Regions from separate parts of the Mus musculus genome. Here all the other regions are linked to region 3. A link is a contact called in public Hi-C and HiChIP or PLAC-seq data. All regions are on one chromosome and are shown on one strand. Each heading gives the region's core, a stretch centred on a gene start, on an enhancer-like site or on the middle of the called end of the contact. The rest is flanking DNA. Distances are from core to core; before and after follow the strand shown.

Region 1 (6,587 bases), core at 1,938-4,437, 86 kb before region 3:
CGTTGTTGCGAGCATCACACCATCCATGATGGCTGGGAGGATTGGAGAATGAAGTGTGAGGAAAGCAAAGATAGAAATAATAGGACTGCTGGTGAGACCCTCAGCCAAGGAGTGCTGGCAGCCTCTACAAGTACAATAGCAAAAAAATGTTCTTTCTAAGAATGCCAAGAAGAAACTCTACAGACACTTTTATTTTAGCCGATACTATTAATTAACTAATTAACAGAAAGAGAGAGAGAGAGAGAGAGAGAGAGAGAGAGAGAGAGAGAGAGAGAGAGAAAGAGAGACAGAGAGAGACAGAGAGAGAGACAGAGAGACAGAGACAGAGAGACAGAGACAGAGACAGAGAAAACCACATCAACCCTGAATGAGAAGACTACTACAGAGAGTATCAGAAGGTATCCTCATACTCAATTTCAAATTACACTATGGAGTAATAAAAACTGCATGGGGTTGGCAAAAAAAAAGCATAAAAAAATAGACACATAAATCAATAGAATCCAACAAAGGATCGAGTGGCTAGTGAGAGGGCTCAGCAGTTGGGAGCACTGGCTGCTTTCCAGAGAACCCTCGTTCAAGTTCCACCACCTACAATCAAAACTGGAACTCCAGTGTCAGGGAATCTAACACCCTTTTCTAGCTTGACAGATATTGTACATACATAGTGTGTACACACACACACACACACACACACACACACACACACACACACACACACACTAAGCCAAAATATCTAAATACATAAAGATAAATAAATAAATACAAATCTTAAAATAATAACCCCAGTATAATTCTATGTAACTATAAGCATCTGATTTTTTACAAAGATACCAAAAATACACTTTGAAGAAAACACAGTATCATCAGCAAACAGTGCTGGGAAGCTGGATTTCAATATACAGAAACATAAACTATATCTTTACATTTCCTTTAACAAAAGTCAACTCCAAATGGATCAAGAACATCAACATCAACCTAATAGCCTGACCTTGTTAGAGGAAAAAGCAATATTCACACAACAACTTAATAGCACAAGTAAGGACTTTCTAAAAAAGATTTAGGTGGCCCAGGAAATGAGAGTAGCAATTGATATGGGATCCACGAAGCTAAAAAGCTTCGTACAGCAAACCAAGTAGTTAATTGAGTGAAGAATCAAACTACAGAATGGAAAAATAATACATCTACCAGAGGATTCATGTCTAGAATATCCTAAGAACTCAGAAAACTAAACACCAAGAAAACAACCCAATTTAAAAATGGGCTAGATGACTGAACAGAAAGTTACCCAAAGAAGATATATATAAATGACTGGGAAGTCTTTAAAAATCTTTCTATCTCCGGAGTCATCAGAAAGTAGTAGATTAAAACTATGTAAGTCGGCTAACTCTTCCTAACCAGAACATCATCAGAACCAAATGATAGCAAAGGCTGTCAAGGATGAGTGGAAAGGGGAGCTTTACACACTAGTGTTCACTCTGGTAGTCACTCTGAAAATCAGTCTGGAGATCTCTCAAATAACTAGAATAGTTCTACCATATGACCTAACTAGACCATTCCTGGACTTATGTCCAAAAGGACTTTATTTCCCATATCCATACTTCTATTACACATCCATACTCATTTCTTCTACATTCATAATAGTTAGGAAATGACAACTGCATAATAACTGTGTGGCACACATACACAGTGGAAGTCAAATGCCACAGGTTCTCTCTCATACACAGATCCTAGCTTCAAATTTTTTGTTCTATGTGTTTGATACTAACTGGATATAGAAGTTATAAAACTAGAAACAGGTCATTGGTGCAGGGATAAACCCAGTGAGTAGGTAGTAGGATATAGGTAAGATGAAAACAGAAAAAGGGAATACTGGGGAAGAAGGCTTAAAGCAGACAGTAGAGAGATGAAAGAGGGAGACTAGGGTCTAGAGCCAGGGCTCACCAAAATAAAGTGTGCATGAAGAAGCTAAGCTACCTAGGATAAGCAATCTACCAAAAGTAAGAAGTCTAGTAGAACATACATGACATGAAAGAACGGGGAGTGATTACTGGAAACTAAAGATTAAAGTGAGGGTGAAGACACAGGGAAGAAACTCAGAGGTAGGTGGTGGGTAAACCATCATTAAGGATGTATAAAGAACATTTTAAGCTAATTAGAAATGCACATTTTAAAGAAGTAAATGAAAGTATCTTACACTAGTGAACAATATAGTTCTCAGAAGACATGGGTTATTAAATGAAAATCTCAGTGCCATGCACAGGTTACCTTTTTACAAGTTATTGGCCAGGGAGGGCAAAGAAGCACCCCAAACCAATGCTATTGCTATTTCTATTGGTCACACACAGTAACTGCATGGTAAGATGATATTGATGAAGACATTATCCCCTCTTGGACTGACCAGGAAGTTTTTCTGATCATTAGCTTTTGTGGAGCTGGAAGGTGTTATACAGGATATTGGGGGAAGTAGGAATTATATGTCTGGACATACCCACCACTGGTCACTGCATACTTCACTGGTGACACACCAAACAAGATGAAAAAGTGACAGAGTGACAAGATTATTTATAGTGATAACCAACTATCTTCATTAGATCTGAGGGTTGTTTCACAGAGAAATTTTGTCTCAGACTGTCAGCATGGTTAAAACTCATAGCTAGAGAAGTCACCAGTCCTAGAAGAGATTCTGTTGTTGTTACTTTTCTAATGGTTATGTTGACAAACTGTCTTCAAAGTATCCGTGCTTATTTATATTCATAAATTTGTGGATAGATTTGCGACACTTCTTGTTGCAGTGGATAGATAGTTTAATACATAGGCACATGACTGTTTTAATGGCTGAGAAGTGTCTGTGAAAGCTCAGCTCTGGTTGAGACATCTGTATCAACCGGCAAAGGGCAAAGGGTGCTTATGCACACAGATAAGCCCTGGAGAAGCCAGGAAAGTCAAACTCGCCGGCCTCCTTCAAAGGAAAGCGGTGTTTAAGCTCCCCTCCTCCTGCAATGCTGAGAATAAATGTAGTTTACAACTTGGTGATCCTTCGTTATCTGATGAGCCAGGCTCGACCTGTATCTTCCAGAATTTATACTTACCCCAGACTCTTTTCTGGTAAATCCTTCTGCATTACTTCCAGGCCATAAAACTCTTCCTTGTGAGAGATGGCCTTTGCACTTTACAACAGCCTAAGTGACTTCTATGTTATCTTAGAACCACACCAATCCTAACTTCCACAAGCATTACATATACTTCAGTCATTCTCCCTAGACCTTTATCTTGAGCATTGTTTCTAAGTCAACGAGAACCTATCTTACAGATCAAGCCATACGTCCTTTGTAAAGAGCCTCAATGCAAGTGCGTCTTAAACTTTGTTGTGCTCAGGAGGCTGAAAACTTTTCCCAAAATTGTGCTATGCTTAAACATGGCAAAAAAAAATATGTAAGTTGATATCAGACTCTAAAGTGCTGGCCCAGCGTGGTTACCAAAATCAGGCTGAACTGAGTTCATTCTTGTCTTTTCATGGATTGTTTCCCTGCTAATTCTAAAGTTTTCATGGACCCTCCATACAACCCCAACTCCAACCTACAGATGGCTCTGAGAACATCAAGAAAAGGGAGTCAGAGAGAAAGTGGGAGCTGTAGGATGGGGATGGGTGCTAGGAAATGTTGTTCCCTGGACCTGACATAAGTATTGCAGACATGAGCTTACAGAGCTGTGGCTACCTACACAACGCCTGCAAAGATCAAGCCACTTAAAACATTCCACCATGGAGCAAGGAGTTCTCAGCTCCTTACTGAGGAGCAATTGCCAGTTGATGGCTGCTGGAGGAAAGCAACGCTTTTTCTATTAGAATTGGTTCCCCATGTGTATACGTATATGAATAGCACTGATTGAACTCAATGGGTTAAATAAATACATAAATATGAAAGTAGGTTGTGAAGTTGGGGAGATGAGATGTAAGGTCCTGGGAGGAACTGGAGTTAGAAATGTGATATACAGTCCATATATGTATGGAGTTTTTCAAAGAATACATAAATTTTAATTAATTTTGTAGTTTTTTTTAAATAAAATACTATACGAGTATATTTGTGCTGCTTGAAGGAGCTGTGATCATCACAGACAAAATAGTGAATACATTTAGTATGTTGCTAGGAACATTTTTATTTTCAGTATCTTTATACCCTTATACCTAGGGTCTGTCTGAACATGGTGTGGTAATTCCTGATTTTTGATTGGAGTATTTAAAGTTCTTTCCTTAATTACAGATAGTAATCTGATCATAACTGTTGCTTTGCTCTTTGTTTTAAAAATTATTTCTTTATGTTCTTATCTTTTGATGTCTTGGTTATCTTTGCATTTAAAAATGCTTTCTTTATATCTACCTACTGTTCTCTATTAATGTCTTAAATATAATTTACTTTATTGTAATGATTCCAACTTATACCTTGAATACTTGATACTTGTCTTAGTTAGGGTTTTACTGCTATAAACAGACACCATGACAACAGCAAGTCTTATAAAGGACAACATACTTTTGGGGCTGACTTACAGGTTCAGAGGTTCAGTCCATTTTCATCAAGGTGGGAACATGGAAGCATCCAGGCAGGCATGGTGCAGCCAGAGCTGAGGGTTCTACATCTTCATCTGCAGGCTGCTAGCAGAATATTGACTTCCAGGCAGCTAAGACAAGGGTATCAAAGTGCATGCCCACAGTGACCACCTACTCCAACAAGGCCACACCTCCAAATAGTGGCACTCCCAGGAACAAGCATATTCAAACTATAAGAAAACTATTTCCATTTCTTTTTAGTTATTTATTTCATTTACATTTCCAATGCTATCCCAAAAGTCCCCCACACACTCCCCCACCCACTCCCCCACCCTCACACTCCCACTTCTTGGCCCTGGCATTCCTCTGTACTGGGGCATATAAAGTTTGCACGACCAATGGGCCTCTCTTTCCACTGATGGCTGACTCGGCTACCTTCTGATACACATGCAGCTAGAGACACAAGCTCCAGGGGGTACTGGTTAGTTCATATTGTTGTTCCACCTATAGGGTTGCAGATCCCTTTAGCTCCTTGGTTACTTTCTCTAGCTCCTCCATTGGGGGCCCTGTGATACATCCAATAGCTGACTGTGAGCATCCACTTCTGTGTTTGCTAGGCCCCAGCATAGTCTCACAAGAGACAGCTATATCTGGGTCCTTTCAGCAAAATCTTGCTAGTGTACGCAATGGTGTCAGCGGTAAAGTATAATACAATTGCAAAAAAAAATTAACATTATTTCTTCCTTTGATTTCATTTTCAAAATTTTTATTTTTGTTATCTAATATTTACTTAGATTTTATATTTTTTGAAGAGGGGACATAGATACATAGACTATGCATAGAACCCCAGTTCTCCTAGAACTCCTTTTGTAGGCCAAGCTACCCTTGAACTCAAAGATAACTCCCTGACTCTGCCTACTAGATGTTGAGATTAAAAGCATGTGCCATTATACCTGGCCTCATTTAGATTTTCTTATATTCAATTTTAGGATGCTTGTTTAAAACCATGGATATGATGTTTAGAGATAAGAATAGTATAATAATATAAATTTTCATTCCCTATTACTCAATTTTACTTACAAAAACACATGCAAATACAAAATATTCTGTGTTCCAATTAGCTAAGCATATTAGGAAGACACAAATGCATCTGTGGCTTTACATTGAATACTTCTAACTCAGTGCACCATATATAATCCAGGACACACACACAGAGGCATTTAGTATTACAGTTTTCTGTCTGATTTTGAATAGCCTTCTGCCTTGGCTTAATAATAATATACAGGCTGCAACTCCCCTTAGGTTGACTTACATTTTGTATTTTGGTTGTTGTTGGTGGTGGTGGTGGTTGGTTGGTTGGTTGGTTGGTTGGTTGGTTGGTTTGTTGATTGTTGTTTTATTTTTTAAATCAGGCCTTTAGCAAGGTAAAAATGGAACATTTAGCTTTGGTTTTGTGGAATTTTAACTACTTTGTGGGCAAAACTGTGCTCACTCCAGCTTTGACTAAGTTTAGGTGTATTATTTTGTGTCAGCAATGACATTTGGAGCGCTATGAAGTTACATACATTTTGCTCCAAGGCCTGTTTCCTCTCTGAATTTGCACACTTTGTTCTCAGGTATGGATACTCTGCGAGCTGTGCTCTGTTGTTCCCTTTTTCTGGTTTCTTGTTTATTTTGTTTCCTCTGAGATACCTTTTACCTGAAACATTCCCTGTACTTCCTATGTGCTTACCTCAGCTCTGTTTTATGTTTCTATTGTGCCTTTCTTTGTCTAGAATATCTTTATTTCAGCTTCACTTGTGAATGGCGTGTTTGCTGGTTATAGAATCATGTCAGCAAGGATCTTCTGCTTCTGTCATTTCTGCCAAGACAGCAGGTGTTACTCATGATCTTACTCTTTTGAAATCATATACCTATTTTCCCTCTGTATACCAATATATTATCCATGTATTTGGGGTGCTCTCCAATAATTTATCTATGATTGCTTTGCATATACTCTTCTTAGGGTATATGATTGTGTGAATTGATATCTTATATTGGTTTC
Region 2 (6,703 bases), core at 3,110-5,609, 85 kb after region 3:
TCAGGTGTTCTTATGATTATGCTTCAAATAACCAGTGTGTGTGGTGTGTGTGTGTGTGTGTGTGTGTGTGTGTGTGTGTGGTGTGTGTGTGTGTGTGTGTGTGTGTGTGTGTGTGTGTGTGTGTGTGGTGTGTGTGTGTGTGTGTGTGTGTGTGTGTGTGTGTGTGTGGTGTGTGTGTGTGTGTGTGTGTGTGTGTGCGCGCGTGTGCATGTGTGTAATAAAATTTCTTTGAGTCATAAGATTCTAAACTGGGTCCACTGATAGCAACAGTCTGTAAATTAGTAACTGTATAGGTCTGGAGGGTTGAGCTTGACTGAGTTCTCACAGAGGAGTGATTCTCCTCTAAAATTTATCTTGGTGAATCAATTTAATGGGAATATGCTAAATGCCCCCCAGAGACTCACTTTTAATGAATAACATATATGGTAAGAGCATTAAGAGCTTTTAATATAATTCTGAAATGTAGTGAAAATTTTAATATGAATATATGAAGTATTTTATCTAAAGTTGTACAAATGTGTGTGTGTGTGTGTGTGTGTGTGTGTGTGTGTGAGTGTGTGTGTGTATGAATGTGTGTGTGAGTATTCATCTTTCAAAAAACTAGAAAATGATCTAGGATATAAGAATTCTGAGGATATAAGAATTCTCTAATATGCAGGTCCTGGCTTGAATTTACAATAATACTAAGCAGCACTTCTTGGAGCAGTGTTCGAGAATGGAAATGTACAAGATTGGTGTAAAACAGTTCAACAAGTCAGATGGCAGAGCAACTAACAAAGCTGGAATATAGTGTCCAAAGACTCAGGGGTCTACTGGAAGACAAACGAGATACAGATTTGGAGTTTTCTGTAAGTCTAGACATGTAGCAAATAAAACTCATTACGTCTGTTTAATTTGAATTGAAATAATATTGAAAAGTGAAGCTAATCGATCACTTTCAGAGAAGGACTGAAAAGCAAATTGTTATTTTAAAAACAGGTCAATGAGAGTAATGAATCACTTTCGTTTTTCTTTCCTATATCAACTATGCCCTTGATAAGCAAACAGTAGCTGAGCAGACTGTCTCTTAGTGATCCTATTCATTAGTAAAAGTGAACCAAGGCAGTAGGAAATCACTCATTTTTATAACCCACGATTCATAGATACTGATGTCTCCAGAAGAGAATTAGCCACCAAGATGTCTCCTGATTAAGGATTATATCACCTGCACGCTTGTCCCTTGGTCAGCCTCTGATTGGACAGATTTCACTATGAATGAGTAGTGAGAAAAACACAAATTGTGCCTCCTGAAATTCAAATGACTGTTGTCCAGACCAACGGTAAGGAGAAGAAGCAGACAAACAAGGAGCCAAGCTTTAGAAGAGGCTTCATACAAGGTTGTTGCTGTCCTAGTCTGCTTTTTGTTTCTTTTTGGTTGTTGTTGTTTTTGGTGTTTAGTATGACAGTGTCTAATAATCTGCCTGCTAAAGTAGGGTTAGTGAAACTCTAAAGAAATGAAGGGAGAAAATGGCAGAATGAGAATTCTCTGTAAAGAACAAGAAGGAATTATGGTTGGGATAGGGCCACTAGAAGTTCCTGGGATTTATTTTGGATCTCTTGTCAGTCTGTCTGAGAACTTTGTTTATTAATTTTATGCATATAAATCAAGTTTATGTATATATGTCTACTTTGATGTACATAAATCACATTATAGTTCAGATCTAAAGCTTAATCCAAATATAATGTGTGTGTATGTATATATACATACATACATATACATACATACATAAATATAAAACATATGTGTATAAGTTATTCAGTGGATACAAATTTTTAGCTTTTGTAGGTAAATGCCAAATAGAATGACAGCCAAGTTTATATGCTAAGATTATGTTTAGTTTTATAAAACATTATCAAACCATCTGCCAAAGTATCTGTATCATTAGAGGCCCAATATCTATAAATATGGGTTGATAACAAGGCATTCAGTATGCTCAGTGCTGTAGATTCAGGCCATTCTGATCAGTATGCATTGGTATCTTGGGCAGTTGTTTTAATTGCTATCATTCTGATGATGTGAGGAGAATCTTTTTATTTGCCTATTTGTCATTCCTCTTTCTACTCTGTTGACATTGTCTATGAAGGCCTTTGTCCCACTTGTGAAATCAGGATGTTTTTGTTGGGTTATTGTGCCATAAATTGACCATAAAGAAATATAAAGTAACATGAAGTTCACTGGAGGTTCTTAAGGAGAGAGAGATAAATATTGAGGGACAAGTGATGGATACCATTGAACTCAATGGAAAAATATTAATTTTCTATCATTGACAGCACCATAGAGCAATGAGAGACATGAGTGAATTGTGCATCTCAGAATGACTGTACATATATGTACAGAATGTACAAAGGAAAAACTTGGAAGGTCTCCAACATGGGACATAATATTTGAGGAGGTGCTCATGACCCCAGTTTTGTTATTATACATTGTATACTTGCATCTAAATATATTATTGATGGAAGCTGTCTCTCTCTTTTATTAATGTTTCCTAATTACACTGCTCTGAATCTACAGTGTTATCATAGTTCTTGTGGAAATAGTTTTATTTAAGAAAATATTTTAAGTTTGTATGACTAGTATTGTGCTAAAATAGAATTCGTTTTACCTATGAACTGTCACAGATAGATAAAATAGCTACTTTACATGCAAATAGCCTTTTAAAACCAGAGACTATTATATGCTGATTCGCAGCATAGTCTGCCTGAAGTGAGAAAAGGACTAATAAATGCTGTGTTGCAAACCAATAATTAGATTCTCATTGTGGGATAAAGCACTCACAGGGTTTTCCTTTTGGGCCCCATAAATCTGACCATATCTTTTCATTCTAATGCAATTAAGTGATTTAGAGACATAACTTAACAATAAAATAAATGCCTGGGCCTCAATGCCCTGCACGTAAAACCTGAGATTTCAGAGAGATGACGCGCCACTCATTTAGGAAGTTGCTCTTAAATGTAACAGCTTGTAGTTAAGCTAAAAATTCAGCATCACTTGGCTCTATACTCTGGTGCTATTTGTTATTTGCTCACCTTAAAGATTGTTAATACCATTGCTCTGTCTCTCTATCAGCAGTGTGGTGCCTGTGTGCTGGACAAACCATATTCAAGTATGGTTTCTAGACAGGGTAATTACCATGCTTGGGAGTATACGTAAGCCTTCCGATTGTGTGAATCCCCATCTGTAGTCCACATCAAATCCAAGGGGAGAGGGAGAGATGTTGAAAGAGGAGTAATGATCACCAAAATACATACAGTTGAGGGAAGAGAAAGGTGTTGTAACATTGTACAGCTCCATAGGGCAATGCGAGGCACAAGTGAATTGTACATCTCAGGATGATCAAAAGGGAGGACTTGAAAAGTCCATCATCACATGACTCATTAAAACAGAAATTTGTAGCCTTCCTTCTCACAACTTCTGGGTTGATCTGAGTAGGCCCTGGAAGTGTTCCTATCTTCCAAGTTCCCAGGTAGGGCGAGTGCTGCCTTTCTTAGGACCACACATTGGCAGCCACACTGACTTGGTACTGTAAAACTCCCTGTCTTCAATACTGTATGCTTTTTTACAAAACAGGTTAAGAAAAAATTAGGAGAATTTGCCATTGTGCTAATTCACTAGACCAAGGATTAAGAAAAGCATTTCTTCCGTAGGACATTGTAATAGAGATCTTATGCTAACATCTGGGGAACAATATATCTATTATTAGAATATTAAACTGTTGGTGGTCTTATTTATGTTTAGGAAAATGCCAGTTTCACAAATAAATCAGAAAACAGAAATCCTCTCAAAAACGTTGAAGAGTTCATGACACAAGGTTCTATCATCATTAATGTGTCATGCATAGATTATTATTCTCAGGGTTTTTTGATCATTTCCCCCACCCCAAGACTGCTGGCTTAGAGTAACTAAATTTAATGCCTAAGTAATAGTGCCTAGATCTTCTTTTGTTTTATAGTAGATGGGACTTCCAGCATCCATACCAAGTCATTCACTGGCACGTGCACAGTTGTTTGATATGGAAACCACTGATCTCTGGGACAGCATTTGCACCTTAATCCAATGGGGTTGATCTGAATTTTCTGAATTGTCAGTCTTTAGACATTGATTTTTTTTTTCTGTCTTCCTTCCTTTCAGTGCCCCGGACATCCCTCCATCCCTTTCTCTCCTTGTCTTTCATTTGAGCTAGTGGTCAAGCCCAGGGTCTTCCTAGTGTTTAAGCACCTAAAGGTACTGAGGGTGATTGTTGTGTGAAGAGTAGTCTTCAAGATGCTGAGCAGTTCAGCAGGAAAAAAAATGAATGTGTGATGTGCATTAGTCATATTGGTAGGAGTCGACTTGGTCCAAAAACTGAATTTAAGATTCTCACAAACACTGAAATGATAACTTTCTCTATGGGTTTTAATAGAGTCGTCATTCTTTAAATCTGTGATATATTTAGCAGCTTCCTGTGGTAAAAACCAAAGATGAGGCTGTGCCTGATTACTGTAAGAGGTATTCAATGTTTGTCTTCATTTGCTTTTGAAGAAGAAATGGAAGTTGTTTCTTGATCCTTCCCTGGGCACCATAAACCAGTACAAATCCCGCTCCGTGGGCTTTTTTTCTGTGTTCCTGTGAGTTTCTGACCTCAGCTGTCCTGTTTACTTCTATATTCCACGTGTCTTATGCAGCCTGCAAGGCAGCTCTTAGGCACTCAATAAATATTTGCAGAGTAAATGAATTGACATTTTTAAAAGGTCAGAGTTGTAAAAGAGGCTCTTCTTTGAAAGTTTATAATTTGGAAAATATAAATTATGTTGAAATGGTGTGTGATCATTTGAAAGAGCATTCCAGAAAAACAAAACAAATCCTCAGTAGGTGCATGAGTGGCTACAGAAGACACAGAATTGCATTTCCTTGGGTTTCTATGCACTTTCATTTGTTAAGGAGGAAAGGTCTTCCTAAATCCTTTAATTTAATGTTTTTGAAATGTTTCTACTAAGGAACTCATTGAAGTAGATGTTATTTTGGTGTTCTGGGAATGGTTGCTTTTAATTCAGGACACTGTCTCACGGAACTACATAGGATATCATTATTATATAGTGCCAGTCTATTAAATGTATATTCAGGGTTGTCATGAAATAAGATATGTGAAAATATTATGAGATATTTTCATCTCAATGAGAAAATTAAAGGTACTTTCAAGTAAGCTAAAGCTCATCAGGGTCTGGCAAAGATCGGAAACGCTTTTGGCCTGTGCATTTTGACCTTGTGTTACCACTTTGACCTTGCAAATACAGGGAGTAAATGAGTGACCGAAAGTCCTCTCACCAGAAACTACACCTGCCAATAGTCCTGAGGAAATAATTCTGTTGGCAAAGTACATGAATATAAGATTATCTGTGAGGACTTTCATTCCATTTTTATAATCAAAATAGTCAAAACCTAATTATGAATTAATGACGGATAAGCTACCTAATTTCTGTTGAAGAAGTTCTTTTACTGGTCTGCAGTGTCAAGATTGTTAATGACTATTACAGACTTGAAGGTATAGCTCAATGATACTGCTCTTGCCTAGCATGCACAAGACCTGGACTTGGACCCCAGCACTTGAAGTAGAGGGTAGGGTGTTACAGAAATCTATCTGTGGACTTAAAACCACAGCTGTGACTCTGAACATAGTCAGCCTCAGACTTGTTTTGGCCAGCAGGACTAAGGATGGTTTTTACATTTTAAAGAATTATGAAAGGAAACAAACACAAGACAGGGAGACCATGTGAATGCCAAATCCCAAAAGATTTACCATGTAAATCTTGACAGAAAATGTTTAAAGGCTCTTAATATAGAATGCTGGGGGGCAGGGGTAAGTTAAGCTGATGAGGGTGAATTTGAAGCATACACCATAGTACATGTGTAATAGTGCCACTTAAAAATGTATTCAGTACTATTCGTAAGGGTAGATACTTAAGGCATTAAAATGTTTGTGTCAGGGAAGACAAGATCAATACTTTATATTACTATAAATAACAATAGCATATTAATATAATACACTATATTTTTGGGTCTCCTTAATTTTATGATTTCTTCCAACAAATTTTTTTTTAATTTGGTGTGGAGGAAAAAGGAACATATCTAAGTTGTAAGTGACAAGATGCATTTTCCATTTCTGAAATTAAGAAGCGAAGCTGAGGGGTAACATAATTAACAAAGAAGGACACAAATATAAGACAAAAATGGCAACACTGACAGCAGATGCTGGCGAGGATGTGGAGAAAGAGGAACACTCCTCCATTGTTGGTGGGATTGCAAGCTTGTACAACCACTCTGGAAATCAGTCTGGCAGTTCCTCAGAAAATTGGACTTAGTACTACTGGAGGACCCCGCAATACCTCTCCTGGGCATATATCCAGAAGATGTTCCAACCGGTAAGAAGGACACATGCTCCACTATGTTCATGGCAGCCTTATTTATAATAGTCAGAAGCTGGAAAGAACCCAGATGCCCCTCAACAGAGGAATGGATACAGAAAATGTGGTACATTTACACAATGGAGTACTACTCAGCTATTAAAAAGCATAAATTTATGAAATTCCTAGGCAAATGGATGGACCTGGAGGGCATCATCCTGAGTGAGGTAACCCAATCACAAAATAACTCACACAATATGTACTCACTGATAAGTAGATATTAGCC
Region 3 (6,847 bases), core at 1,481-3,980:
AGCTGAGAGAGAGAGAGAGAGAGAGAGAGAGAGACAGACAGACAGATAGACAGACAGACAGACCAAGTTTATGCTAGCCCATTCACAATGAGTAAACAGTAGTCCTGTCAAAACCGCTGGGTTCACAAAGATCAAGGCATTCCTTCAGGTAGGTAAGCTGCAGTCTTCACTCAAGAGACAGAATAAAGATTCATGGCTTGAGAAACTGGAAGTAGTCTCATTCATTTCCCATCTCCATGTTTTTCTGAGAGAGAAGATAAAGAGCTCTAAGCACTGAGATCAAGACACCGTGGCAGCCCGCTATAGCATGCTCATTCTTACCTGCTGTCTGTCCTCCCTGCTTTCCATACATACATGGGGCCTTGGGTGGCTATATAAAGAGATTTGCAAGGCAGATTTCATTAGCATATGCCTTAAAATAACTCCACTGTGAGTCTGTTTCAAACCTTCTGTAGCCCGAGTATGGGCATTTCTCAACACGTTCTCAACCTGCTTCACACAGATGGGCATCCTTGAATGTGGACTTATATTCCATCACACAGGCTAACTCTTTGTTAAGTAGATTATCAAAACCAAACTTTAATTACAATAAACCTACATCTAATGATAAACTGGGGGTGGGGTGGGATGGGGGAATCTTAAAGTAAGTGTCACAAAAGTGAACCAAAATAAAAAGAACAGTCCCCTTAAAAGTTTAGAAATAATATATATAAATAAAATTTAAATTTCGATGTGCTAAATTTTTAATGCATCCACTATAGGAAGTATCCTAAATTCCCAGATTGATTTGGAGTCAAGATTAAGGAGTTTAGAAACAGAATTAGTTAAGACTTCTCTGTCATATCCTTGTATATGTACTTAAAGGTTGATTTTATTACTTTCTGGAATACATATACCAAATTAAATCAAAGTTCATAGGTATTCCTGTCTCTTTAAAATTAATCCCATTTTTAAAACATAGTTGGAAAAATAATGGCAGCACAATTACCATCACCAAATGACCAGAAAGAAAGCAACTGGCTTCCTCAGGAGTTAGCCCCTGTTTCTAGGGATCTGTCTTCCTTTCTGTGAGGTAGCTGTTTCAAGGGTCTCATTGAGATAAACACTATTATTTCAGTCATTAGGTTTTCAACCTAAGCACAACCTACAAATGTACTTTGAAAGAAATTTACCTTTTCGTCATTAAAAGAAAACATTATTGCTTTCATTTTTAGAGCTAAATCTATTACCCTGCTTGGATATGCTGCACTCTTCTGGGCATAGAATTTCATAGCAAGTATCAAAATAATCAAGCTATGAAGTCACATTTATCAAGCCATAATTTCTTATTAACCAGAACTTCTGACTATGTTACTGGCTCATTTTGCACAAACCCAATACACAACAAACAGTGATGGCTAAAAATGATAATTAACATTTAAACGAAAACGACCTTAGGATTTCTGCCTTGGCTTTTTTACTTTATGCACACAGCACAACACCTGGAAACAACTGTGCTGTGGGCACTCTCCTGGAAGTTGCCAGCTGTTTTCCTCTGGTTTAAGACAAGTAAAGGGCACACTTTAAAATCATGTTTCCGGAGAAGGTTGAGGGTAAACAGAGCTGCTACAAACCAGCTTTCAGGAGTGGGAAGTCAGTCAAATTTCCCTCTGGTAACTGTTTCTTTGTGGAGCAACAGGGGATTCATAACACAGTTTGGGAAATGTTTTCTTGTCTCTTCACCCTGAGGCAGGGGGTTCCCAGCCAGGTCAAAATGTAGATCTATGCAATATCAGCAGGGCATTCCAATGGATGTCATGGGAGGTGGAGCCAGTTTCCATGACATTCCATGAGACTGAATACTGCAAGGCTGTGTTGAAAACAATCTCTGTTGGACCAAGTCTTGCCTTCGCTGGGAGTTGTCGCATCCAAGACTTAATTTCAACAGGGTTCAATTTATTGCTTGGAGCTCTGGCAGCATAAAACTGTCTTCTTTGAATGGAAAATTTGACCAACTGCGATGAGGTAAATGAATTTCGAAAGTGGGGGGGGTGTGGGGGAGTGTGGGGGAGTCATACAACTTTTGTTGTTGTTGTTGTTTATTGTAAGGGGAAGAGGGTGTATACTTAGAGCCCCAAGCAGTCCCCAAACCCCAAGTCGCCTAGGATGTAAAAGGCTCTTAACGAGGTAGAGTAGAGAGCTCAAAAGCTTTGTGGAGGAGCCTGGAGACTTTGGATTTGAGAGTTATTGGGCACCGGGGAATCCCTGTCTTGGGTAATAAGGGGTGGCTGGAGAAAAGCCTTCAAAACCACTTCAAAACCACGGCTTGCCCCCGCAATCCCCTGCATGCTCTTCGGGATCGCCAATTTCGAGTACTGGGGCAAGCTGTCGCTACCATATTAGTAGTGGTCACTCGGGGATCCACTACCTTTGGGGCTTCGGCTTGAATAGGTTTTGGGCGGAATAAGCTCGGACCAACTCCGGCTCTGGTCCTCCGGGCGAGTCTTAACACGGCTCCCGGGCGCAGTTCCAGTCCTCGGGAGCCCAGGGGAGCCGCGACCTCCCCGCCTCTGCCGGGTCCCGGAGAGGCAGCGCTTCCCGTAAACTCCCCGCCCCGTGCGGCCCCCTCCCCGCCTCGGCTCCACCCCCGCGGGACCCTGGGAGGCGTAAGATTGGCCCGGACGCGCTGTCACTCTCCGGACGCGTCACCGCCCTCGTTTCCGACCGCTCGGGAGACCGGCAGTGCTATTAGTGCACGGCGGGGCCGCGACGGAGGGCAGTACGGTGCCTGGTTCGCTGGCTCACGCCGGCAGGTCGGTGCGCTCGCTCACCTGAGCCGTGTCCCGGGGCCTCAGAGCCACCCGGCTGTACGCGTGCTACCACCCGCCGGGAAGCGCTCGGAGATGGGCAGCTGGAGAAGTTGACGAACCCCCTACGCACGCGGCGCCCTTGCTGCCCAGAGGTGCGCCGCCCTTGCCACCGAGGTGCCCGCTGTGCTGACCCAGATGTCGCGGGACACCCTGCCTCCGCGGCTGGAAAACTTCACCCCAAGTCCAAAGTGGGCTCTGAGGGTGGTGCCCGCGGCTGGACCCCGGGGTTGCCTGCCGGGATACGGTCCTGCGGATCCCGGGTCCAGGGGAGGGCGGAGACCCCACTGGAAACTTTCTCAGCACCTTCCTAACCACTGCGCTTTTACTGTCTCCTCTCCCCCCAACAGGGGCTGCAGCCAGCGGTTTGCCGCGCGTGCCTGTTTGCCAAAGGAGCCGCCCCGGCGAGGATCGCCGGAGGGGAGCCGCTTCAAGCGGGGAGACCCGCAGCCCAGACACGCGCTCTGGGCGGCCTGGATGCGCAAGAGCCGGCCCCGCAGCCGCTGACAGCCGGCGGCAGCGAAGTTTGGCTGCTGAGCGGCTCGGCGCCGGGCCCCTGGACAGACTGTCAGCCGGCGGCTACAACCTCCGGAGCGATGCCCGTGGGGGGCCTGTTGCCGCTCTTCAGTAGCCCTGGGGGCGGCGGCCTGGGCAGTGGCCTGGGCGGGGGGCTTGGCGGCGGGAGGAAGGGGTCTGGCCCCGCTGCCTTCCGCCTCACCGAGAAGTTCGTGCTGCTGCTGGTGTTCAGCGCCTTCATCACGCTCTGCTTCGGGGCAATCTTCTTCCTGCCTGACTCCTCCAAGCTGCTCAGCGGGGTCCTGTTCCACTCCAACCCTGCCTTGCAGCCGCCGGCGGAGCACAAGCCCGGGCTCGGGGCGCGTGCGGAGGATGCCGCCGAGGGGAGAGTCCGGCACCGCGAGGAAGGCGCGCCTGGGGACCCTGGAGCTGGACTGGAAGACAACTTAGCCAGGATCCGCGAAAACCACGAGCGGGCTCTCAGGGAAGCCAAGGAGACCCTGCAGAAGCTGCCGGAGGAGATCCAAAGAGACATTCTGCTGGAGAAGGAAAAGGTGGCCCAGGACCAGCTGCGTGACAAGGATCTGTTTAGGGGCTTGCCCAAGGTGGACTTCCTGCCCCCCGTCGGGGTAGAGAACCGGGAGCCCGCTGACGCCACCATCCGTGAGAAGAGGGCAAAGATCAAAGAGGTGAGTAAAGCCTGCCTGAAATCCCACTCACGCTGCTGTTTTCTGGGAGGTTTGATAAACGATTGGAACTTAGGACTTCACCTTTATCATGCAAAGGCGAGGGAAGTCATCGCTTCCACCACCGTGCCAAAGGCTACACGTTTTTCCTTTTACTACCTCAGGATAAGTGACCAGTGAGGATCTGGGGCTGAATCCCATTGAACTTGCATGCTTTGGTGAGCTTAAGCTATAAGAGGCAGGGGTGAGTGAATACACTGGGCACAGGAGATAGCTGCCTCCTCCTTGCTGGCTGCAGTTAGTCTACCCTGCAGTCATTGTGCAGGTACTGAGCAGCTGTCCCCTTTAGAGAGGCTTGCAGGTGGTTTGAAATTGAAGCTGACTGTAAACACAGGGCATCAATCACACATGAGACACAGGTTATAACAGTGAGCCAACGCACGCCCCTTGTTCAGTCATGTGGCCCTCCCTGCCAGGTGTGTGTGTGTGTAACAGGCTGTAAACTTGAAACCTGAGACCTTGCGTCATGGGCCACATACTGTCTTTTACTGATTTAAAACATCACACGCACACACGCACACGCAGACACACACACACACACACACACACACACACACACACACAGATCTACTGTTTTCTGTGTTTCTAGAACATTGTCAGAAAGAAGGGGGTGTTCTCTGTGATGCAACAGGTCAGCCTGCCACAGCAGCTCAGTGACAAAGTTAATCTAGAGCAAACATGGACTTTGGTAAATCCTGTGTAATTTCTTTCTGGTTATTTTTACTCGCAACATGTGATTGGTTTCTGCAAGCTTAAAGGCGAAGGAACCCTAGAAAATCCTTTCAGTCTGTCATTTCAAAGGTGAAACTGAGGAATGACAGCTCAAGAAGCCATTGATGACCAAATTGAGACCTGAACGAAGGAGCTGCAGCTTCCCAGTTACCAGACTCTGGGGACATGTGTCCTTCCAGGCTGCTTTCTCTGTGTTTTCCTGGGAATCCAGTCCCGAGGAACTATGGAAAAGCATAGCATCCCAACTCTGGGTCCATCCTCTACATTATCAATGGATGTAGTATTTTTGTGAAGACATTGTTTTGCTATGGGATCCATTATCAGGAAACGGTCGTGATAGCATTGTAAGGGAGTAAACAGAACGTGGAGGCTGCAGAGACTGAAAGTGGCTACGGGATAGAGGGGTAGAGGCAGGTTGGTTGCCATAGGAGGTGAGTGAGACCAGATGAGATCAGGTAAGGTGTCACTGAGCAAGTTCAAGTGGACATGGGTTCCTCTCAGTCTCCTCTGAGATGAGCCTTTAACCCTCCAGGCTCATGGCTCTGTTTGATCATCCAGCATGCTTTCTGCTTTGCAGAGACACAGTAGAGGGACGGCTTCTGCTATCCTGGGTTGCTTTCTCTGACAGCTTTTCCTCTGTGAAATGCCAACAGTCCTACCCTTCTGAGAGAATGGGACACATTTCTGCTTCTTCCGAAACATCTTTCCACCCCTACCTCTTAGACTCCTTAGTCAATACGGACCATTAGAAGATTTACCCTCAAATGATCAGCATCTGCTGCTGCTGTTTGAGGACAGTAATCCATGAATGGCATGCTCTGAATTCATATGAGTGGGAAGTTTGTGTGGGCTGAAGCTGTAGGAAGAAGGGATTGTAAACACTAAAGCATTAAGAAGCACACCATTAATGACTGAAAGTGGGTTGCGAATAGACACCATGCCTGGTGGTAGTCCTCTGAGAGTTGCATTTTGGCAGTCTGTATAACCACCAGCTCATAGACCTTCCTTATCTATGTCTCTAAATCACAGGAACTTAATTAACCAGGTCAAGGAAGTTTATGTAGCATCTGTCATGTGGTTGCAACATCTTAGAACCTAGTTCAAACTGCCCATTTTTATATAAAGTGTTAGAACTAAACATGATCTTTAAAATTCCATGCAGTTACAAAAACCCTAAGAAGTCAACATGGTATGCTTCAGTATTTAGTCAAAGGCCAACAGGACGAGGGGAGAGTTGAAATCTGGTTTTCCATTAGAATAATTCAAATATAGTTCTTTGTAAACCAAAAGCAATAACTCATGCTATTCTCCTTTTTAAAATTATTCTTTGTCAGCTTTGGACACATATATAATGAATTTTATTGCCCCACCCCCTTATCCTCAACTCACGCTGTTGTAAAGGCCTGGTATTTGGTCATGGAGAAGAGAAGTTGTTGATGACACAGTAGACTTCAACTTTATACATTTAGGTTCTATTTGCCTCACTCTGGGCTACCTGCTGTGGCCCCAGCCCTTTGCCCTATTTCGGTATGTTCTAGTTGTCTTTATACTTTATTCTTTAATCGCACTTGAATGCACTAAAACTTTTATAGTTAAAATTTAGAAGCTATAGTATTGCATTTGAGTCAAGCTTTCACTTTTCTACATTTGGTTCAAGAGCCATTTACACTGTTTTTGTAATGCTAACATAATTGTATTGTTCATACCACATGGATTTTTGATAAGTTCGTGTCTTAGGGGAGGTAGGCTGCTAACTTAAAAGGAGCATTACCTCCACCAAAATGAACTGAGTGAATTTTACTAATACCAGTAATGGTGGATTTGATGTAAACTGTCCTCTTCCCACTCCATATTCCCACAATGTTATCACAACCCTTTCCTGAAACCTCGAGAAAACATTTATCCTGGAATTCCCCTGCCTCATGATATACGCCAGATGCGTATTTATTTGATCTCTATAAATCTGTACGCAAGTTATCCTATGGTTTTAAGAAAAACTGTTAGAAG
Region 4 (6,674 bases), core at 3,721-6,220, 120 kb after region 3:
TGATCTGTTCTGGAAAACGGGATGAATGATAATTGACTGCAGTCTCTTATTAACTAGAGGAGGGACAATGATAGGACAATCCTAAGAATTCTTTGTAATTTATGAATCTGGAAATAAGTGTGTGGCAGAGCGTGGGTACAGCCAGTGCAATCTAGTGATTTGGCAATCACAACAAATTGTCTTCATCTTCAAGATGGAGAGTTGTATGTCTTCCGTTATGTGTTTTTGAGAACAGGTTCCCATTCGAGGAGACTCTGCGGAGACCCATGTTGCCCTTTTATGCTGAAAATGTCAATGGAAGTTTCACATTATTAATTAAACAGCACTCTGCCTCCTTGTCATGCAATGCCATGGTTTTTATGGAACATTTGTACAAAACAGTGATTACTGGTAATTGACCTGCATGCGTTGAATAATTTTAAGATGCAACTGAGAGTTTAATGTACCTTGTAAATTGAGAGGCTTCCAATTAAGTTGAGTTCTTAAGATAATCACTTTCAAAACTAATCAAGTAATAGGACATTAGTAAAGCTCGTATTGACTTAATTGTGACAAATTAATAAACAGATCCAGTGCAATTACTGTAATGGCTTTATCAGTGAACAGTTGTCCAAATTTTAGGAATAAGTCTGTCCTCCTACACACACACCTTGGTAGTCAATAAAAATTACATACGCTAACTTAAGATAGTAATTTCTAATAGTGTATTGGGGAAATCATACAAGTAGCTTGGAGGATTTTTTTTTGTTTGTTTCTCTTCAGCTCTGATTACATGTGCTTACACAAAAGTCAGGGAAATGTGTACACTCACTTCTGTGTAAGAGATCCATCTCTCTTGCTCTTTGGATCAACGATTACGTGTTCTTAGTGCTCTCATTTTGTTTCGGGTTTGTGTGTGTGTGTGTGTGTGTGTGTGTGTGTGTATGTATGTATGCACGTGCATGCACACTCTGTCTTCTTCTCCTACTCTGTCCTCTAGATAACGTCAATTCGGAACCTTTTTGTACCTGGCAGCCACCCTGCAAGTGGACATAGGAAAATTAATGAATTGTCTATTACAGATTTTCCATAATTTTAAAATATTTGACAGTGCCAATTCCTATAATGGTGCTGATTGTATTTGAGAAAGATCAGCAGAAAGAAAGGGCAGCAGAAAGGGCAGAGGTATAAATCAAAACACTAAACCATATGGAAGATGCTGTTTTCTTTACTATCACTCTATTTAAAATATCATCTCAGGCCTGTCCCCAAGCTGGGGTTCTCTTCTTTGTGGGCACAGGATTGATAAGTCCTGTCAGTTTGACAGGAAGGGTATTTACAACAGGACCTAGAAATGAGAAGGATGCTCTGAAGCCAAAAGAATAGTTCACAAAGAAACTTTAGCCTCCCCCACAGCCAAGCCCAGGAGCTTGTGGCCAACTCAGCATCCTTTGAGTTTTCCCCAAAGCATGATGGGGGTCATCCTTGCCTTTGGCTCTTCATGTAAAGAAGAGCATGTAATATCTCCATACATTTGTAATTCTAACCATTCTCCGAGTACTCGGTTTATAACACATAGTACTCCGGAAACCAGGCAGCGTTCTGAAGTCCTGGTTTAGTAATTGTTATCATCTGGGACAACAAAGGGACTTGAATAATGAAGCCATCCATCTGAAGAAGGATTATTTTAAATTATTGAAATACTCTGAAATGAGACTGGAATAAGGAAGAATGTAGTGATCTCCTTAATTGAGAGGTATTGAGTTGTTTCTTAAATTTAGTAGGGGGAAAAGGGAATGTTAGCGCTGTATTAAGGAAAGCACAGTTAGCTAATTGTTTATGTGTGAATTGTTATTGCTAATTGCATGTATAGGGACTGGCACTCCACAGATACATCAAGACCACAAGCAGTAGTCTTTAAACTCCTCCAGTTGCTCTCTTAGCAGTAAAATATTTCAAAACACAAGCATGCCTTTGTATTTATGAATTATGTATATATACTTGTGTTAATATGCCATGATTGTCTTCAGGCTTTCAGAAACGAAAACCGTAAAAGGGCAAGCAGTAACTGAAGAAATAGATATTTATGAACTGTGTTAAGAATAATTCTAATGTGGGCCTTTTAAGTTGGAAATGAATTTAGAGAGAGTATTCCTTTTTAAAATTTTGGATGAGGTAGTGGGTGATTTAAAGCTTTGCTTCTATGCTACTTCTTTCACAACAGGGCTTTAACATCTGTCCCAAGTGGAATAGATACAAAGGTATGTGATAGAGTGAGCTGGCTTGCCTTTATGCATGGCAACATGGAAAAACAGAACTGAAGACAAGAGGGGATGGCTGGGTAGCGTTTTAGGCTGCTTACTTCCACCTCCTCTTCATTGCTTTGTCCATGTGCCTTTAAAAAAGGTGGGGTGAAGAGTTGGGCCATAGTTTAATAGACAAAATGCTTGACATATGACCATGAGTATTTACATTTAAATTCCCAGCACCCACAGGTGCAGTAACGCATACCTGCAATCCCAGCACTGGGGAGGCAGAGGCAAGTGGACCTCTGGACCTTGCTGGCCAGCCGATCTAACCAAATCAGTGAGTGAACTATAGCTTTAGGGAGAGACTGTGTCTGAGAAAGTAAAGTGGAAAGTGATTACGGAAGATGCCCTAATTCCCACCTCTGGTGTTCACATGCACGTGCACACGTGTGCTTGCTCACCTACATTTGTAAATAAAAAAACATACAAGTGCACAAGGAAAGTGGAGTACTGCCAGACTTTCCTAAAACACATATATTTCAACTGATTTTTTTGTTACACAAACAATTTTCTTGGAAGTTTTGCTAGAAAGTGTTACTCCTGATACCATTTATTCTGTAGCTTAATAGGTGAATGGTTTGCATATACAATTATAATAAATACATATGTATATACACACAGTTTTTAGGAATGTGTTCCAACACTCCTAACAAACTGCCTCTGAATGCTCAAGGTAGGGATTTCTAATTTTGAGTCTAATACAAATATGTGTTTTTAAAAGATGAACTATTTATCTTACAAACATTTCCATAAACACCTGGTTTCAAAGAAAGTATTCTTTTCCTTGAGCAGTCTCCTCAATGGCCATTTATTTAATTCATACAAACTTGCAGCTTCTGTTTTGAAATAGCTAGTGTATTTCCCTCCTTTTTCTTTTCTTCCTTTCAAACTAAGCTGTAGTCACAGGAAATATGAGCAAACTCCAGGATGCATCTTTTGTGATGTGGACTCAGTAGTTCTTGCGGTGATCAGAAAATCCCCTCTTCATGAAAACCTTCATCCCACCCAGTCACCCTCCTTCTCTTTGGGGAGCACGAGTGAGTGCTCTCATTATTCTGCTGTTTGTTAATGTAGGAAGCACTCCAAGGCACAGCATCAGAGGTAACCAAAGGCTGGAGCCTATAGCAGCTTTCCACCTCTCCATCCCTTTCTTTTGCCTCTCACAGACTCACCCATGGTCAAGAGCAGTGCATGTCTGAATGTTTAATTCAATGAAGCTTTTCTTTCTTACTTTTAGATAAAAAATTCAGAAATAGCAGCTTTGATAGTTTCTCCTTGTACTCCTAATTAAAAGTCTTGCACTTGCCTTCAAAGGCTGCTGCCATAAACAGTAAATATCCAAGAGTCATTTACCTTTAAGGCCAGGCCAATTTCTCATCACTTGGCAGTCGGTAATGGCCACGTTGTCTCATTATGTTAAGTGGCCTTTGATCTTGTTTAGATTGCTCTTGAGCACTTTCTTTTTAATTGGCTTAGAGGAAAGTCCTAAATTACTTGTAACTGGATGTAAATATTACAAGATTAAATACTCTGGTAGCACCTTCACTTTTCCTTGCCTTGATTTTACCCACCTAGAAGTGGGCCATGTACGGTGCTGTGCTCAAAAAGGGTGTTGGGTAGGCAGTCTTTCTTGGGTTGTTACCATTTGAAATAGCTCAGAAGGCCTTAACCACATAACCACTTTTAACCACTTAATACTGTGGAATAGACAGTAAATGATGAAGGACGTCTGTGCTAAGTGATGGTTTTAAATGAGGATCAAAGTCTCCAATGTGTTTCTGTAGTTACATCAAACTCCCAATCTGAGTTGTAAAGACTAACTTCATGTTTATAATTGCATAGAAGTTTAAAGAATAGAATCTGCATAATGAGCATAGTTCTGTATAGAAGAATCTTGAAGAATTATATATTTGCTTTGTGGGTTTCCCTAAAGAATGTTGGTAGTACCTAGATTCCTTTCCAATATAAAGATGAAATAAATAAACTTATTACTCTGTTGATCATAACACCAGACGATGATAAGTGTGTAAGCCACAGACATGAGACAGCTAGTACCAATGTCTGATGATTCTCTTACCCTCTACAGTCTTCAAACGCTCAACAGTTAGAAAGGTTTGCTCTTCCTCTTGCACAAGGCCAGACTTGAGTTTGCAACACTCTCATTGGACAGTGCACAACCAGCTATATGTCCATCTCCAGGGAGTTCCTCTGACCTCCATGGCACCCTTGCTCCTATGCCCACACACAGACACACACATACACAAAAATAAAATAAATATTTTTAAGTTAAAAATGGAAACCTTTTTCTAGCTTCTTTCCTATCTTAATATAAATAATAAGATTGTGGGAATCTCTTTGATCTCCTTTCTAGAATAATAAACCTGAGTCTTTGCCTGGTGCCTTCTGTAGAACTAGTTTTTCTCCCTCCATACAATCTTTATAACTTCCTTGCCTTTCCCTCCCTCCCCATTTGTGAAACACATTTGTGAACACATTTGAAACTGTATTCAGCACGAGCCTGTGTGATGGAGAGAAACATTCCAGCCCTTGTCTGTGTTCAGCTGGCCCTCTCCCTATTCTCCCTGCTGCTCAAGGCTCCTGTTCCTCACAGATCCTCCTTGAAACAGCTCACTACCTCACCCTCACCTCCTATACACACTCTTCTGTGAGCTGTCTTCCATCTCCGGTGAAACTTCTCAGCAGCACCAATGCATGAGTCTTGAATTGTACATGAATCACTTCCTTCCTCTCCCCTTACATCAAAAAAAAGTGTCTACTGCCAACCCTTGTTTCCCTGAAAGAAACCCACACACCTCTCCACTCTTGTCCTCCCCAAAGCTTGTGTTTTGAGCCCTCCCTCTTTCCTTCTCCCACCGTACCCCTTTTCTCTCTTGATGGTTCTTCTTTGTTTCTCTCTAGTCCACTTCTCCCAATACTTCTTTTCCTTTCAGTTCCCATGTCTCCTCTCTGGGGGTAGGGAAACTATAAGAAACAGAAATATATAGGAGAAAATGTTTATTGTGGGAATTGTCATGTCTCCTTGTGGATACCAAGAAGCCTTATGGTCTTCCCTCTGGAAGCTTGAGACCCAGGAAAGCAGGAGCTGTCTCTGGGTCTCAGAGACTGACTCTGAAGGCCTGAGATCCAAGGGGGCCACTGTACAGTGAGTGCAGTTTAAAGGCTGAGAATCAGGAGCTCACACATCTAAGGGCAGAAAAAGATGGATGACCTAGCTCGAAGGAACAGAATCCCCACCTATTTGTTTTATCCAGGCCCTCAGAGATCTGGATGGTACTCACCCAGCAGGTAAGAGAGTAACTAATTCTAGTCTTGCTCTCCTTGAGGAAGGAACACTCTCAAGACACAGCCAGAAATATTTGACTAGCTATCTAGGTATCTTTTAAGTCAGGAAGATCAACACATAAAGTTGTTTACAGACCACATTATGGTTTGTTACAACAAACACCATAACATTTTTCGTCTTCCTGCTTTCCAAGCCATTTCTCAAAGACCCAGATGATTGAAATGTTTTTAGAAGAAACTTCTGTTGTCACTTTCTTGCCCATCTTTAGTGTTTAGTTGGCACCTTGATAATGAAATCAAACTAGCACGGGTGAAAACACTACTACATAATCTATTTTGGCTTTAAAAGTCATGGGGCTTCAGCATTTCCAAGGAATTTTCCCTCTCTGCTCGCCTTGAGAGAAATGGCTAGTGTGCCCATCGCCCCTCATGCTCCATGGTGTAGACTTCCTTCTCTACTGTTCACCATATCTGGAATGCTCTCCTGGTTACATGCCAGTGGTCTGTGTCCAGATTGTTTGGTGGCTGGCTGAACACTGCTACCTTTGAACATCAGTGTCCCCTGCAGTGTTACCGTGGCTCTGAGCACTGTGAGGGTGATGGCACATGTGGTAGTGTGACTCTGAAGCATGTCAGGGAGCTCTTGTGGACCTGAGGGAGCTACTTGCCTGGGGGGTAGCTGATCTCTACCTTAAATCAGGGTAGAATCAAGTAGCTACATATTCAGTATGTAACCATGGAGGTGGGGTGGAGCTGCACTGGCTCTCTCAAACCCTTAGAAGCAAAGGTACCCAGGATCAGTGTACCATGTGTAACACATTGAGACTCCTTAATCCTGGCTCTGGTGCTGTCTTCACTAGTCGGTTAAGATCTAGCTGCATTCGAGGTCACTTCTAAACCTCACCTGTCATAAATCCTGTGCATCATTTCAACCCCCATGCCACTTGCCTTCCAGACTGATCTGTTCTTAAACCAGTATCGTCGTTCACCACCCTTGAGGTCACCTTTGGGCATTATTCCCCAGCATCCAGTCGGTCATCGAATCCTGTCCACTATGTTTTTTATGATATTTTGGCACCTCTC

Evidence for each region. Hi-C and Micro-C count contacts between places; a contact is called where the count stands out from the background. HiChIP or PLAC-seq counts read pairs in DNA pulled down with a chosen protein or histone mark.
Region 1: an H3K4me3 HiChIP or PLAC-seq map of intestinal villus epithelium shows a contact between it and region 3, with 4 times the contacts expected there. The contact joins the enhancer-like site here to the promoter of Man1a in region 3. A contact is called at or near these places in 3 of 39 promoter capture datasets (the 3T3-L1 cell line and liver), 2 of 15 datasets of contacts at CTCF or cohesin (CD8 T cells and the NIH/3T3 cell line), 3 of 484 Hi-C or Micro-C datasets (cerebral cortex, cortical neurons and nephron progenitors), 1 of 115 datasets of contacts at active chromatin or transcription factors (intestinal villus epithelium) and 2 of 9 other capture datasets (adipose tissue and liver).
Region 2: a Hi-C map of liver shows a contact between it and region 3, with 2.7 times the contacts expected there. The contact joins the enhancer-like site here to the promoter of Man1a in region 3. A contact is called at or near these places in 6 of 39 promoter capture datasets (the 3T3-L1 cell line, 3T3-L1-derived adipocytes, erythroid cells and 2 more), 2 of 15 datasets of contacts at CTCF or cohesin (CD8 T cells and pro-B cells), 12 of 484 Hi-C or Micro-C datasets (B cells, CD8 T cells, the HL-1 cell line and 4 more), 6 of 115 datasets of contacts at active chromatin or transcription factors (CD8 T cells, bone marrow-derived macrophages, fetal liver and 2 more) and 3 of 9 other capture datasets (adipose tissue, liver and pancreatic islet).
Region 4: a contact with region 3 is called in an H3K4me3 HiChIP or PLAC-seq map of bone marrow-derived macrophages, with 4 times the contacts expected there. The contact joins the enhancer-like site here to the promoter of Man1a in region 3. A contact is called at or near these places in 6 of 39 promoter capture datasets (the 3T3-L1 cell line, 3T3-L1-derived adipocytes, erythroid cells and 1 more), 1 of 484 Hi-C or Micro-C datasets (double positive thymocytes), 4 of 115 datasets of contacts at active chromatin or transcription factors (CD8 T cells, bone marrow-derived macrophages, effector CD8 T cells and 1 more) and 4 of 9 other capture datasets (adipose tissue, liver, macrophages and 1 more).

The regions. Positions count from the first base shown.
Region 1 is chr10:54,157,886-54,164,472 of GRCm38.p6, reverse strand. No RefSeq gene overlaps it. Among named protein-coding and RNA genes, the nearest start is that of Gm40651, 4.0 kb to the left of the region's middle. Within about 2 kb of position 3,187, at least 15 of the 459 cell types and tissues checked have an H3K27ac peak or open chromatin away from gene starts, as enhancers often do. A contact at or near this core is called in intestinal villus epithelium, where this site is marked.
Region 2 is chr10:53,988,392-53,995,094 of GRCm38.p6, reverse strand. The region is part of intron 5 of Man1a (mannosidase 1, alpha); the gene reads left to right. Among named protein-coding and RNA genes, the nearest start is that of Man1a, 84 kb to the left of the region's middle. Within about 2 kb of position 4,359, at least 5 of the 459 cell types and tissues checked have an H3K27ac peak or open chromatin away from gene starts, as enhancers often do. A contact at or near this core is called in liver and pancreatic islet, where this site is marked.
Region 3 is chr10:54,071,620-54,078,466 of GRCm38.p6, reverse strand. Man1a (mannosidase 1, alpha) reads left to right here and starts at 2,730. Exons shown (of 13, transcript NM_008548.5): 1 at 2,730-2,941; 2 at 3,197-4,051. The coding sequence starts at 3,443. Gm16998 (predicted gene, 16998) reads right to left here and starts at 2,545. Exons shown (of 3, transcript NR_038016.1): 1 at 1,614-2,545; 2 at 64-244.
Region 4 is chr10:53,958,272-53,964,945 of GRCm38.p6, reverse strand. All of the region lies in intron 6 of Man1a (mannosidase 1, alpha), which reads left to right. Among named protein-coding and RNA genes, the nearest start is that of Man1a, 110 kb to the left of the region's middle. Within about 2 kb of position 4,970, at least 18 of the 459 cell types and tissues checked have an H3K27ac peak or open chromatin away from gene starts, as enhancers often do. A contact at or near this core is called in CD8 T cells, bone marrow-derived macrophages and effector CD8 T cells, where this site is marked.